Regions from separate parts of the Danio rerio genome. Here region 1 is linked to region 2. The links are chromatin contacts, called in public Hi-C maps. All regions are on one chromosome and are shown on one strand. The core of a region is the stretch at or near the end of the contact, and the rest is flanking DNA. Distances in the headings are between cores, read along the strand shown. Region 1 overlaps LOC137489241 (a long non-coding RNA gene). Region 2 holds the start of zfhx4 (zinc finger homeobox 4).

Evidence for each region. A called contact is a pair of places that touch in the nucleus more often than the background predicts.
Region 1: a Hi-C map of fibroblasts shows a contact between it and region 2, with 4 times the contacts expected there. The contact joins the enhancer-like site here to the promoter of zfhx4 in region 2. A contact is called at or near these places in 5 of 18 Hi-C or Micro-C datasets (embryo, fibroblasts, hematopoietic stem cells and 1 more) and 1 of 4 datasets of contacts at active chromatin or transcription factors (embryo).

The regions. Positions count from the first base shown.
Region 1 is chr24:27,552,464-27,558,230 of GRCz12tu, forward strand. All of the region lies in intron 1 of LOC137489241 (a long non-coding RNA gene), which reads right to left. Among named protein-coding and RNA genes, the nearest start is that of hnf4g, 40 kb to the right of the region's middle. Within about 2 kb of position 1,253, at least 4 of the 62 cell types and tissues checked have an H3K27ac peak or open chromatin away from gene starts, as enhancers often do.
Region 2 is chr24:27,239,059-27,245,332 of GRCz12tu, forward strand. zfhx4 (zinc finger homeobox 4) reads right to left here and starts at 2,654. Exons shown (of 10, transcript XM_679268.11): 1 at 2,576-2,654.

The DNA.
Region 1 (5,767 bases), core at 3-2,502, 310 kb after region 2:
GCACTCCTGACTGGCCAATAGCAAATGGAGAAACACTGCTCCATGCGTGATTAAAGATGATGGATCTCCCTGGTTGATTACCACCACTACCCCCTCCAAAAAAAAAAAAGAAAGACTGCCCACCGTAAATCTACTCGCCCTAAACGTCAGCCAGCGTGACTCGTTCGCACTTATAAAAGGAGAATTAACGCAAGCAGATTAAGTTGAAGCAAATAACAGGGTGCCTCTGCTGTATATTACAATGGGCAGTCGGTGCACCCCGAGAGCTAGAACAATACATCCCTCATCAGGAACAGCGCAGAATTACAAGCACATGGAATTACTAAAGCGGCACTCCAAACTCTGACACAGCACTAACCGACAACAACCACCATTTAACCCAAATTACACGCACACTGCAAGCAGCCACTGAGACAAGATAGTCAAAAACAACCACACGGCACGAGGGTTCATGCAATATTTTGGCAACTCGCCGACTGAAATTTGACAGAGAGAGAGGAGACATATTTAAAAATATTTACCAGAACGTTTCCGTCCTCTGAATCGCCCTATTTCACTGTGTTTGAGCGTGAGTGAGTGTGTGTGAGCACGCGTATGTGTCTGGGGTTGAGCTAGACTCTTCTTGGACCGGGGAAAAAGCAGACGGGGGATAAGACAGTGTGGTGGTGTGTGTATGAAGCCGTGGCCCCGAGACGCATGACCCAACCGTGATGTTTCGGGAGCCAGTCAGTGACCTCCCGCTCTGGCTGTGATTAATTCCCTTTGCCTTGCACTCGCTTGGCCTACGGAATTGTCCACAAACAGAACTTGCTTCAATACAAACACTAAAGACACTCTCAAATGCGTATATGTAGATTGAAAGCATGTTTATACATGAGAGGGAAACTGAAAAAAAATCAAAAAGAAAGACAAAAGCAGGCAGTCAGTCAAAATGGAGGTTTGCTGTAACCACAGCCATTACAAATATTCTCTTTTTTTTCTTCCTCTGACCAGAGATTCTTCTTCTCCGAGACGCGGCGATTCTCATTTTCTGACAGACTGAATTACTATTCATTCACTTTCTTTTCTGATTATGTGCTGGACAGAGAAATTTGGGGGGCTGTGAATGCTAATTTTTTTTTCTTCCCCCCGCTCGTCTGACACCATGACAGCAGTCTCTGCCGTCACAAGGGCAATGTGGGGAGAGGAGCAATCTAGCATCCAGGGATATGAATTTCTGATCAGTGGCGGGTCGGCTGCTCCTACCGCAGGCTTACAGTAATCCCATTGGACAGCCGGCTCTGATGAAGACAGGGAGAGGGCCACCACAATGGAGGTGGCTTAGAGTCGCGAGAATCTCGCTGTAATTTAAAGTCACGCGTTTTGAGCACCACGGATCACGTAAGGAAGACCAACAAGGAGTGATTTAGCCGCTGGAATGGTTATGTAGATTATTCTAACACACCCTTTTCCGCTGCTTCCATTGTTTATATTAGCTCTCGGTCAAACGTGCCCGCCTGACACACTGTTTAACAAACATTTTAATGCGGCCCCTCGGGCCCTCACTGATTAATGAACCTGGATTTGATTCCATTCACAAGAAAACACTGCTATTCATTCATGTATAATGTAGGAAAGGGATGCAGATTGGTTGGGAAATAATGAATTGTGATTTTTTTTAATCAGAGTGGCTGAGTGTATTCATGCATACATTTTCAGGAAGAAAAATGGTCTGGAGTGGGTTTTAGGGTGGATATTCTGCCCACTCTGGGAAGAAGCTCCTTGGGATTCGTTGAGCAAACATGAGCGCAACAAAGTTGACCAAGACTATCAGTGGCTGTTAGCTTGAGACAGACAGTGCACATTCTTATAAAGGTCATGAATTGGAGCTGTGTGGACATATGACCAAACGGACTTTGTAAATGTTATTGTACAAGATGACCTGTGTGATCTAAGGTGTGCATCAATCTGTCTTAATAGATGTGTGACCAATGTTAAGTACAAAATAAATGGTCATCTATTAAAAAATTAATAAAACATTCATGTGACTCTGTACATACTGTCAAACTAAGAACAAAATGATCTGTGCAATGGAGCATCTTAAATCATGCTGGAGATCATTGATAATATATTTTAATAACAACGGCTTCTTTTTTTCAATAGAATCAAATTAAAAGATATTAATATATTTTATGTCACCATTAATTCATATATTTTAATAACTGTTCACTCATTCTAGTGTTCTTTCAATATTACATACTCTTCTTTCTGTTTCTGTCTAAACCAGTGTTTATATTAGGGTTGGGTATCATTTGGGGTTATTTCAATACTGGTGCAAAATCGATACTTTTAAAATGTTACCAGTGATGGTAGATGACTCTAGAAAAATATTTTATTCAAAAAAATATATTTTAATCATTTTAATTAAACAATATAAAAAAAGTTTAAAGTATACATCAATTTATATTTTACATATTTGAACTGAATTGCATTAATATATCTTTTGATTATTTGTTTGTTAGCATGAATTTAAGATTTGCAATATGCAATTAACATTACATTAGCTAACTACTAACCTGTGAAAAGGCTATCATCAAAATCAGGGAACACTTTTTTGGTTGGGGCTTGTGATTGACTACGTTAACATGGACATCAGTAATCAAATTATTTGCCTTACTCTGAATAAGACAGTAATATGATTAAGGTGTTTACATGAGTTGCTTATTAAATGTTTCTTTCATGATCTTCTTTTACATGTAAAAGAACATAGATTGATTAACGTCATGGTGTTTTTTTTTCCTCTGGAGTTTCAAGTAATTTCGAGTGTTTAATTTTTCGATAGTTCGGCAGTTTCAATTTCATTCAGAAACATATTGTTCATGGCCTTGTGAAAAGGTGAGGTATTTAATGAGAATATAAGGTTTCCTTATTGAAAGAGTGTTTTTTTTAATGGAATTTGATACCACATGCCAAATGGGAAGAAAAAAAACATTCGCAAAAAAAACTTATTTTGTATCACTTTTATATTTATTGGTTGAGTCTATATGAATTGCCATGCTAACAGTCTCATAAACACAAAGTCTAGTCAAGTCAATATTACAGTAAAAATGGTTTGTTTTTGGTGAAAACCTATAGTACACCAGAATACATGAAATACAATGCATTTGTTGTATGTGTTTATTCTTTGCTTATTCTGCAACTTTTTTTAAAGCTTAATGCTGATCTTTATCCACTGCCATTGTGAATTAATTCATTTATTTACATGTCTTTTATTTTAACAGCATGTGGCATTAGAAAATAACAATGGTGAGTAATTTATATTATAAATATACAGTAGTTTTGTTGAGTATAATAAAAAACATATTAATGCAGTGAAAAATTACAGAATATTCGCTAATGCTGTCAAAATGTTGGCCACAAATGAATACACATCACTTAATTCTTTGATTAACTAACTTTGTCTAAATGCAAATTACAAACTTTAGTCTAAATGTAAATTACAAATATTTTTTTTTTAAAAACAATGCTTTAAGTACCAGTAAAGACATCTAAAAGACAAAATTATATTGTAAATAAATATACTACAAAATTTAAAGTTTTACTTTTTGCCTTTAAAGCTTGGTAAGGTTAAAATTTCTAATAAAAATCTGGATCTAAAAAGTTCTGAAAGTCCCCCCAAAAAAGTTTAAACAACTCTAAAGAATTAGAGTTGACAATCAAAATTGTAACAAATAACTTCCCCATTCAAGCAATCACAACAGAATGGTGGGGGGGGGTCTTACCGGAAAACAAATGTTGTTTTACAGCAATACAGGTTAATAATCATTTATCAGAACCACAATATTCCCCACTAACTTATGATGGCATTGCAATGAAAAACTGCTCCAAAACACAATGTGCACTGACCCACAAAGTAAAAAAAAAAAAGAAAGAAACATACAAAACAGGACAACTCATTGCTTCGCCATAACTAAAAACTCAAGTCCTTGCCATAAAACTGCTTTTGTGGGAGTTTTAATGACGGGGAAGTCATCCACAAAGAATGAATAATGAATGAAGCATTTGATTTTGGAGGCAAAGTCTGGGTTCCTGCAGTATAAAGGATATTGGAGCGAATGTGGCAGTTGAAAAGCATGAATACCCGGGTGGGGGCAGAGAGGGCAGCGGAATCAGCAGAGTTTGCTTGAGCGAATTAATTCACCTGAGTACTGTGAAGGCGAGAAGCTCGGAATATTAACAAGGCTCTTATTGTAATTGCATGATTACGGTGCACCCAGACACCAAATAAAACCATTATTTTGGTATTTTTACACACATATTTGATCAAAGTCGGGTGACATGTTTATATTTATGCATTTGTCGGTGCTTTCGAATCCTACCAAGGGATCAGGAACGGTGATGTCAGTCCAACAAAGGGCCCAATCAGAAGCTCCGATGCCCCCTGCAGCTCCTCCATGCCTTTCCTCATAACCGCAGGTGATTTACAATATGGAAACGAATTGTTCCGGATCTTCATGATGGCTCTCGCAGAGGGGAACCAATATTGAAGGAGGTTAAAGAAATGAGATTAAGGACCAGGCCCCATGCTGAACCGCCACAAGATTGGGCCCGAGGATAGGCACATGCATTAGACTGATGAAAGTGAGGCCGCTGATCAGAGTTCTGAGATGAACACTTGTTCAGAAAAGGAGCTGATGGAAAAATAGAAAGAGAGAGAGAGAGAGTAAGAGATGACAACATCTGTGGGGTAATGAAAGCGCATTGTGTCGTGCGAGATTGTATGGAGGCAACTAATCAGATCTCAGAGGGTAGAAGGGTGCCGGTGTCATTCGGCGGGTTCTTCCTGCTATTGTCGTGATGGACCGGCCTTCACGACGAGGCCTTCACGAGATGATGAGTGTCTCACACATGAGGGGTTATGGGAAGTTCACGTGAACGAATGAAGTCCATTTCCGAGGTGTGCGATGAGAGAGCAACACAACCGGTGTTTTCAATTTACAGCTCGGGCCAAAGAAACGTACATCTGCGAAAGAAAGACGAGGAAAAAAGCCCCAAAAATGCTTCCCGCAGAGGTGGCCTGCAAATACAGTGAAGAATGTGGTGGGATTTCTCCAGAATGTGCCAAGATGAATTGTGGGATCAGGGTCGTGTTTTAAAAACATTAGTCAAATTTTATAGCCAGGAACTTTCCTTAAACTCGGTCTCGTCGCGCGGTGAAACATCTCCACATATGTTGGACGCACAAGTTGGATATCTGCCTCTGTTTACGTGCTGATGCGAGACAAGCACCTCGGAACTTGAATTACCGCAGGCGTCCATGCAGCTAAGTCTAAAATGACCAGTATCACCTCATTATGCCGTAGGTGGGCAGAATTATGACTGGTGGCAAATGAAGTTGTTACATCTGCGCCGTGTTGAAATATGGAGTGCAAATAGATGCGGCGAGGCAAAGTCGCAGAAGCGCTTGACTTTATCAGGAGACATGCTGGGCACCAATCTCTCTCTGCCAGGCAGGTCATTTACCTCCAGAGCACACTCGGCAGTATTGAAGCAGTCAGGACTATCTGTCCCAGACACATGCCTGACAGAGCACCGTGTTGAATGCACAAATGCATTTTAAATGCAGCTTGCATTTTTCCCTAGACACACGCATGCAAGTTTGTTCTAAATGTGGCGAAATGCATGCATCTGAATATTGTATTAGTCTGGAACTGTGTTGCAGCTTTCAACAGACTACAAAAAACACCTGATGATTTAGTCAGACTCAGTATAATCTCACAGACTGTAC
Region 2 (6,274 bases), core at 1,404-3,903:
ACTAGACTATTTGATCTTAATTTTGCTATAACATTTGTATAGCATTGTCTGGTATAACTTTAAGCGTATATCCAAATATTAAATATAATAACAACATTAATTACAATTTTATAAAATTGAAGACTAAAAAGCAACACGACTGAAATATTTTTTATTGTTGTTATTTTTTCAACACAAAAGTATTAATAAAGTGAAGGTATTGCAATGTAAAAAATAATAATAATAAAGCATGAGAAAAACATGAATGTTGTACAGGTGTCGCTGATTAAAAATGTTATCCGTCTGATAGTTTGCAATAGCTGAGCTGATTAATTGGACAATCGTCTCAGTTTAAACCTATGTGTCATTTAAAATTATTTCCAGACATTGTATTTTACCAGAATATCCAGCTTGTGAGCATCACTTTGCTTTTATAAAACATAAAGGGCACTGGCACCATTTTATAGGCTATATTTTGCTTAACAAACAAAAATGACTTGCAACAGTAAAATCGATTAAAATAATAATTCGAACAATATTTATCGATAAGACACAGGTCAAAATAAAGCTTTAAAGCAGACAGTAGTAGGGCCCCGGAATTAAAACCCACAGTAAACCATACTGTAAAGTGCCCTATGGCTTATAAACTTTACATATTTGACTCATCGGGTGTTTCGTTCATATTTAAACTCGCGTGTAAATGGTTCAATTGATTAGCTAATTTGGCTTTCCTAAAAATGTCACTATTGAAAGCAGACCCGACAAGACGTTAACCGTGAAGAAAATCAAAAGATCGGCTCTCCTTTATGAAAAAATCGAAGGGGTTGAATTGAGTGAGGCTCTGTTTCCGGATTGCACGACAAGGATGCTATAGAGCTGTGTTTGCAGTAAAACACGAGCCCTTAGATTGGCATGTCTACTGTGGGTCTCTGGATGGGCGAGAGGTGGTCAACAGAGGCGTTACTTCTTCACCCCTGATCCACTGTTTCTAGTCCTCGGGGGACTCATGCCTGCCAGACCCATGTGGTGTTTCGGCAGGATGAACGAGAGAACAGAAACAAGACCGAGACGAGCTTGCAATAGGACACGGAGAGCTTCAGATTTTACCTTCATATAAACGCAAAGCAAATGCGGCGGAGTAAAGGTTATTTATTTGCCACTGACGACTGTTTTCTGCTGCTCACCGCGAAGGACTTTAAAACTATTGATTTAAAGGTCGCACCTCTTATGCAAGTATACTTTGACGGATACATTTAGCGTAGTTATAAGAGTTTGGCTGTCTTCTGAACTGGTTTAGGCTGTGAAATAGAGAAAGTGGTAGCTTATGCTTATCTTAAACTGTAACACTTTCAAATGTGATCATGTCCTCCCTTGTACTTTATGCTTTTCTTTCTCTCAAGCTATCTGACAAAAAAGCTTTATTTACACCCTATTTAATCGGAAGATTAATTAAAGGTTGTTATTTTATTGCTGTATGTTTTAAGATACAAATGTATTAAATTTTATTATTGAATTCATTGTTGTTTAGTAAACGCTAGTTTGAAATGTAAAGACTTGCATTTAAAGGTGCAGCCTATTGCTTGTGTTATTTACATTTTTAATGTATTTCCCTGATTGTCAGCTATATATATATATATACATATATATATATATATATATATATATATATATATATATATATATATATATATATATATACACATTTTGAAGTGTTGTCTATGAGACTTATTAAAAACTGCATGAATATTGATTTAAGTCAAATGTCAATAAAGCAATCATCATACAATTCGCGACTTGTGATTTCTTATAATTGTTTTCCTAAAACGTACGATGTCTAACAATGACTTCGGGGTTTCTTTTTGGTTCTTTGGTCGTGCTGAATGAGTGAATGACTGTCCTGCCCCACAAATGAAAGGTTTGCCCAAACCGCCTGGCGCCCTCTGGGGTCTGAGAGGTCACGTTTTGACAGTAACTGACCCTTTTTAGCCGCATAAAACCCCATCCAAAATGCATCGCTAACGGAGAATTAATCCCATGAAAATTCTGAACTCTCTCTCTCTCTCACACACACACACTTAAAGAAAGTTTTCTCTATTTTTGGAAGACGGGGAAATCTACGTGCAATACAACAAACATAATCATCGGAAAGAACGCATATAAATGTATTTAAACACAAATGATTAGTAATGAAATCAATTTTTGTGACATTATGTGGTAAACGTGGCAAATTATAAAAAAAAACTGATCATACACTCCGTAAACAACAACAATTACAAAAAAACAACAAAAGTATAAACTACACCAGAAGAAAGGTTTTCCCAGAGATTTCCCCTAAATATCAAATCGTTTCAAATCTGTCCCACTGCGAAATATCGTATTTTTCTTCAAAACAAAAGAAAATGCTTAACATCCACTGCAAATAAAAACATCTCCGTCATCTGTATCCGATCAGCTCTCTTTTGTCTATAAAATGACAATTACTCTGAACCTGCATATTTCACGCGCAATCTGTTTAAAATAGGTTATTAATCCTGCATTATGCGTTTCCATGTCTTGTTTATAATCGCCAGCCAAAAAGAAAATAAATCGCGTGTACCTTTGGTATAAAAGGGCATCCCGGTGTCCTCTGTCTCTCTGATGCTCCGCTTATAGCATATGGAAACTCTTTTGAAAATGCCTAGATTTGGCACATTGTCATTGAAAAGAGCGGAGCGCGGTGATGCTGGAACACAAAATGGGAAATAAGTTGGGGATTGGGTGCAGCCTCCCTCAATGCGGACTTATCTAACTTTAATTTCATATAGTTACCGCAACGACATGCCATTCAGCATGATTTGAACAATTAGGACGTTTTTTGTGTTTTCAAAAAAGAATATTAAGTACATTGCACGATGCCTTTGTGCGTTTGTATTGTTAATATTTTATTAAGATGCCTTTTGCTTAACACAAATCAAAGCTTGCGTAGACAACGACAAAATCACTTCCAACGTAAAATCGAGATTCACAAATGCTTGTTTGTAAAACACTGGACTTTCGATCAATATATTGGGACATTCCGATCGATTATATAAACGAAAATCCATATAAGACACGAGACTGGTATCAAGACGACTTTCACCTTCATGAGAAAAAAAAAACAAAGTGGCAGAGGTAATAAGAATATAATGAGGGATTAAACATTTACTTTTTTTATTTTATATAAAATCAAAACACTAACTTTTGCTATTTGCAGTTTGTATTAAAAAATAAAACGAAGCTTATGTATCACAATTCAGATTTATTTCGTGTTATAATTCAGTTTTTAATAAATATTTAAAATGCTTACCTAATATGCTTGATGACACACTGTACTGAAGTCTAACAGTTTTATTGGCATCCATCAATGTGGTCATTCTTATAATGTTGCTGTTTAAATGTAGTGAATTCACAAGAGCTCTTGGGCGGCTGCTGGGTCCCGGGATCACGGATGAGGGAGGCGGCCAGGCACGCGGTGCCATTCTGTTTATTTGATAAAGAAAATCAATGAGAGTGACTGTGGACTATTTAGCGAGACGTTTGAGAGGGGAAAATGGTTGGTTGAAAAGTGACTTCAGTTGGCTGGTCGATCTCATCGGGAAATGTACACTAAACTACACTCTCAGAGACACACTTGGTCCTCTCTTTGAGTCCATTCACCCCCTCTGCCCCCTCCCACTTGGCCCTTTGCTCCTCGTGGTGCGGAGGTTTTCATTGTTGATCCCTCTTTAATAGACAAACGGCCAGGAGTTGCATCTCCGGCCATCTATCCTAAAGCCAGAGATTCTCCATCCTCTGAGCCCCTAAACACACAGCCGACTGTTTTGGTTATTAAGTAACGCTGTATTATCATGTGAATAATATATTTTTTAATTTGATCAGTGTGTGTGTGTGTGATGTGTGTTTGTAAAAGAAAGAAATATTGGACAACCACAAAGTCAATCACAACGTCAAAACATTAATAACAGTTCTAATTACCCACATATTAAAATTTAATAAAATTAGGCAATGTATTTTAATTATATGTAAATTATTATTATTATTATTGTTGTTGTTGTTGTTGTTGTTGTTGTTGTTGTTGTTATTATTACACTGTTGTTGTTATTATTATCATCTACCTAACAAAACATTGTTCTCTAAATAAGCATGGCAATTATTATTATTTGAAATTCTGGATAGTTAATTAGGTTAAATGTACATGCAGATTCATTACAGTAATCTAATGATCTGTGAATCTATAATCAGCTAATTAATGACAAATTAATATTAATATTATTATCATTAATGGCAGCTTTGATTATAATGCTTCATCATAATAATAGTGATCCTATCTGATTATTACTGTTTAAATACAGTAATTAACTAAATAATGGTTCCTACTTTTTTAAACACTGATTGTTTATAAATACAACTGTGCATGCAAAGCATTACAATAATTTACTTAATTAATCAAACAATCAATAATCAGAAAATTAATTAGAAGTAAAAACAAGCCAGCAGTTAAAACCCTTCTTAGGACACAAGTTGAAGCCCCTCAGGACCAGAGCTACCTACTGAGCGAACTGCACTTAAACACACACTAAAACCAGAATCATTCAGAACACATATCAGTTCAAGCCATCGCCCCTGTTCAGGAGAGTGTATATTTCTCTGGGTTATGGCTAATGCTTTAAAGCAGAGAAAGAAACTGTGCTTTTCTTCTTATGAACTTTATTCAATTATTTGTCTTTTTGTGTGCTAGATAATTGCATTTCCAGCTTTCCCTGTTCAAATGAGTCTTTAACATGGCTGGATGTTTTCTCCTGCCTCTCTCCGGGTTAGAAGCTGCCCTCTCCCCCATATGTAGCGGTGCTTTCTATTTAGCGGATTACCTGGTTACCATTGGTCAGTACAGGAGAGGCAAGAGAGCAAAACCATGGCAACATGACAGATTCGAAACCCATCAGCTAAACCTGATGATAACACAGTCAACTTGGTCAAGGGGCTTGAATCTCAGTCTCCAAGAAAAAGGAAAGACATGACATTGTTATATTAGTTAGCTTTATTAAATGCTATGTCACTGCACATACACAGTGATTACATGTGAATATATATATATATATATAATCATGCATCCTATTAAGAGATCAGAAAGTGTTTCAAATGCTTTGTATGGATCTACATGATACATTGAGCTATTTAATTAATCAAACAAATGAACTAATCTGTCAAAACATTGACTCATTTAATCCCACACATCAGAATCCAGTGTTATACTTGTATCATAACATCCATATCACACCCTTAAATTAAATGCACTCAGTCAAAAACAAAATGTCAGGACACAACACACACGAGCGGCTAAAATATCAGCAAGAAACTCGTTTCACACTATTTGTAGGTGATCTAGACTTCACATCTAGACTATAACCAGCAAATAAGAAGAAACTGATTAAATTCCCACAATAAATGAATCAATAAATTAAAAAATACAAATAGAAAAAAATCAGATCAGGGAAAATACTCATAACACAATTAAGTCATATGTGTCAGTGTCTGATTAACCGTTTAGCCAGACAGATTGCTTATTGATTACAATAATCAGTAAGGCTTGCTGATTGATTTATAGATCATGCAATATTCAACAGGCCTGACATCCACCCCATTAAAAAGAATGATCCAAATTATTCATATGTTTATATGTTTTCAAGTAAGTGTGTGCCATGTTATGTGGTTTTGGTAGGATTGTGTGTAGCGCTGCACAAAGTCAGCTGGCGGCTCTGAACCCCACGGACAAGAATCTCAGGCTTTTTCACATTTAAAATGCACCCGTGGGCCAGACAGCTGTGAACGACTCCTTGGTGTCTTAGAAAAAGGCTGGAGTCTGTTTGCACTGATATTTCACTAGTGGCAGCACTAAGGACACTTGGAAAAAAGAAAAAGCAGTTTTTTTTTTTTGAGGGGGGGGTTGGGGTTAATAAAATCTGCGCGTCTCCTCTTCACGCTGGAGGTGTATGAAGGTGATTGTGGATTGGTTAAAGGGAGTCGATGGATTGTCATGCATAAGGTAAGCGCCCGTCCGTGAGCTTTGTTTGAAAGCGCTGATGTTGAGGAGCTGCTGACAGCCCTTCGCTGGGGTTTCTAAAGCGAGCAATTTCTGTGCTTTGATTTCTTCCTATGATATGTCAGATGCACAAAACACATTGTGCGATTTGAATTCATTTGCGATGTGTCCCTCCTGCCGCTGCTGTCTTTCATGTGCATGTTTTTCAGATGCATCGCATTTATTAGCCAAGTTGCC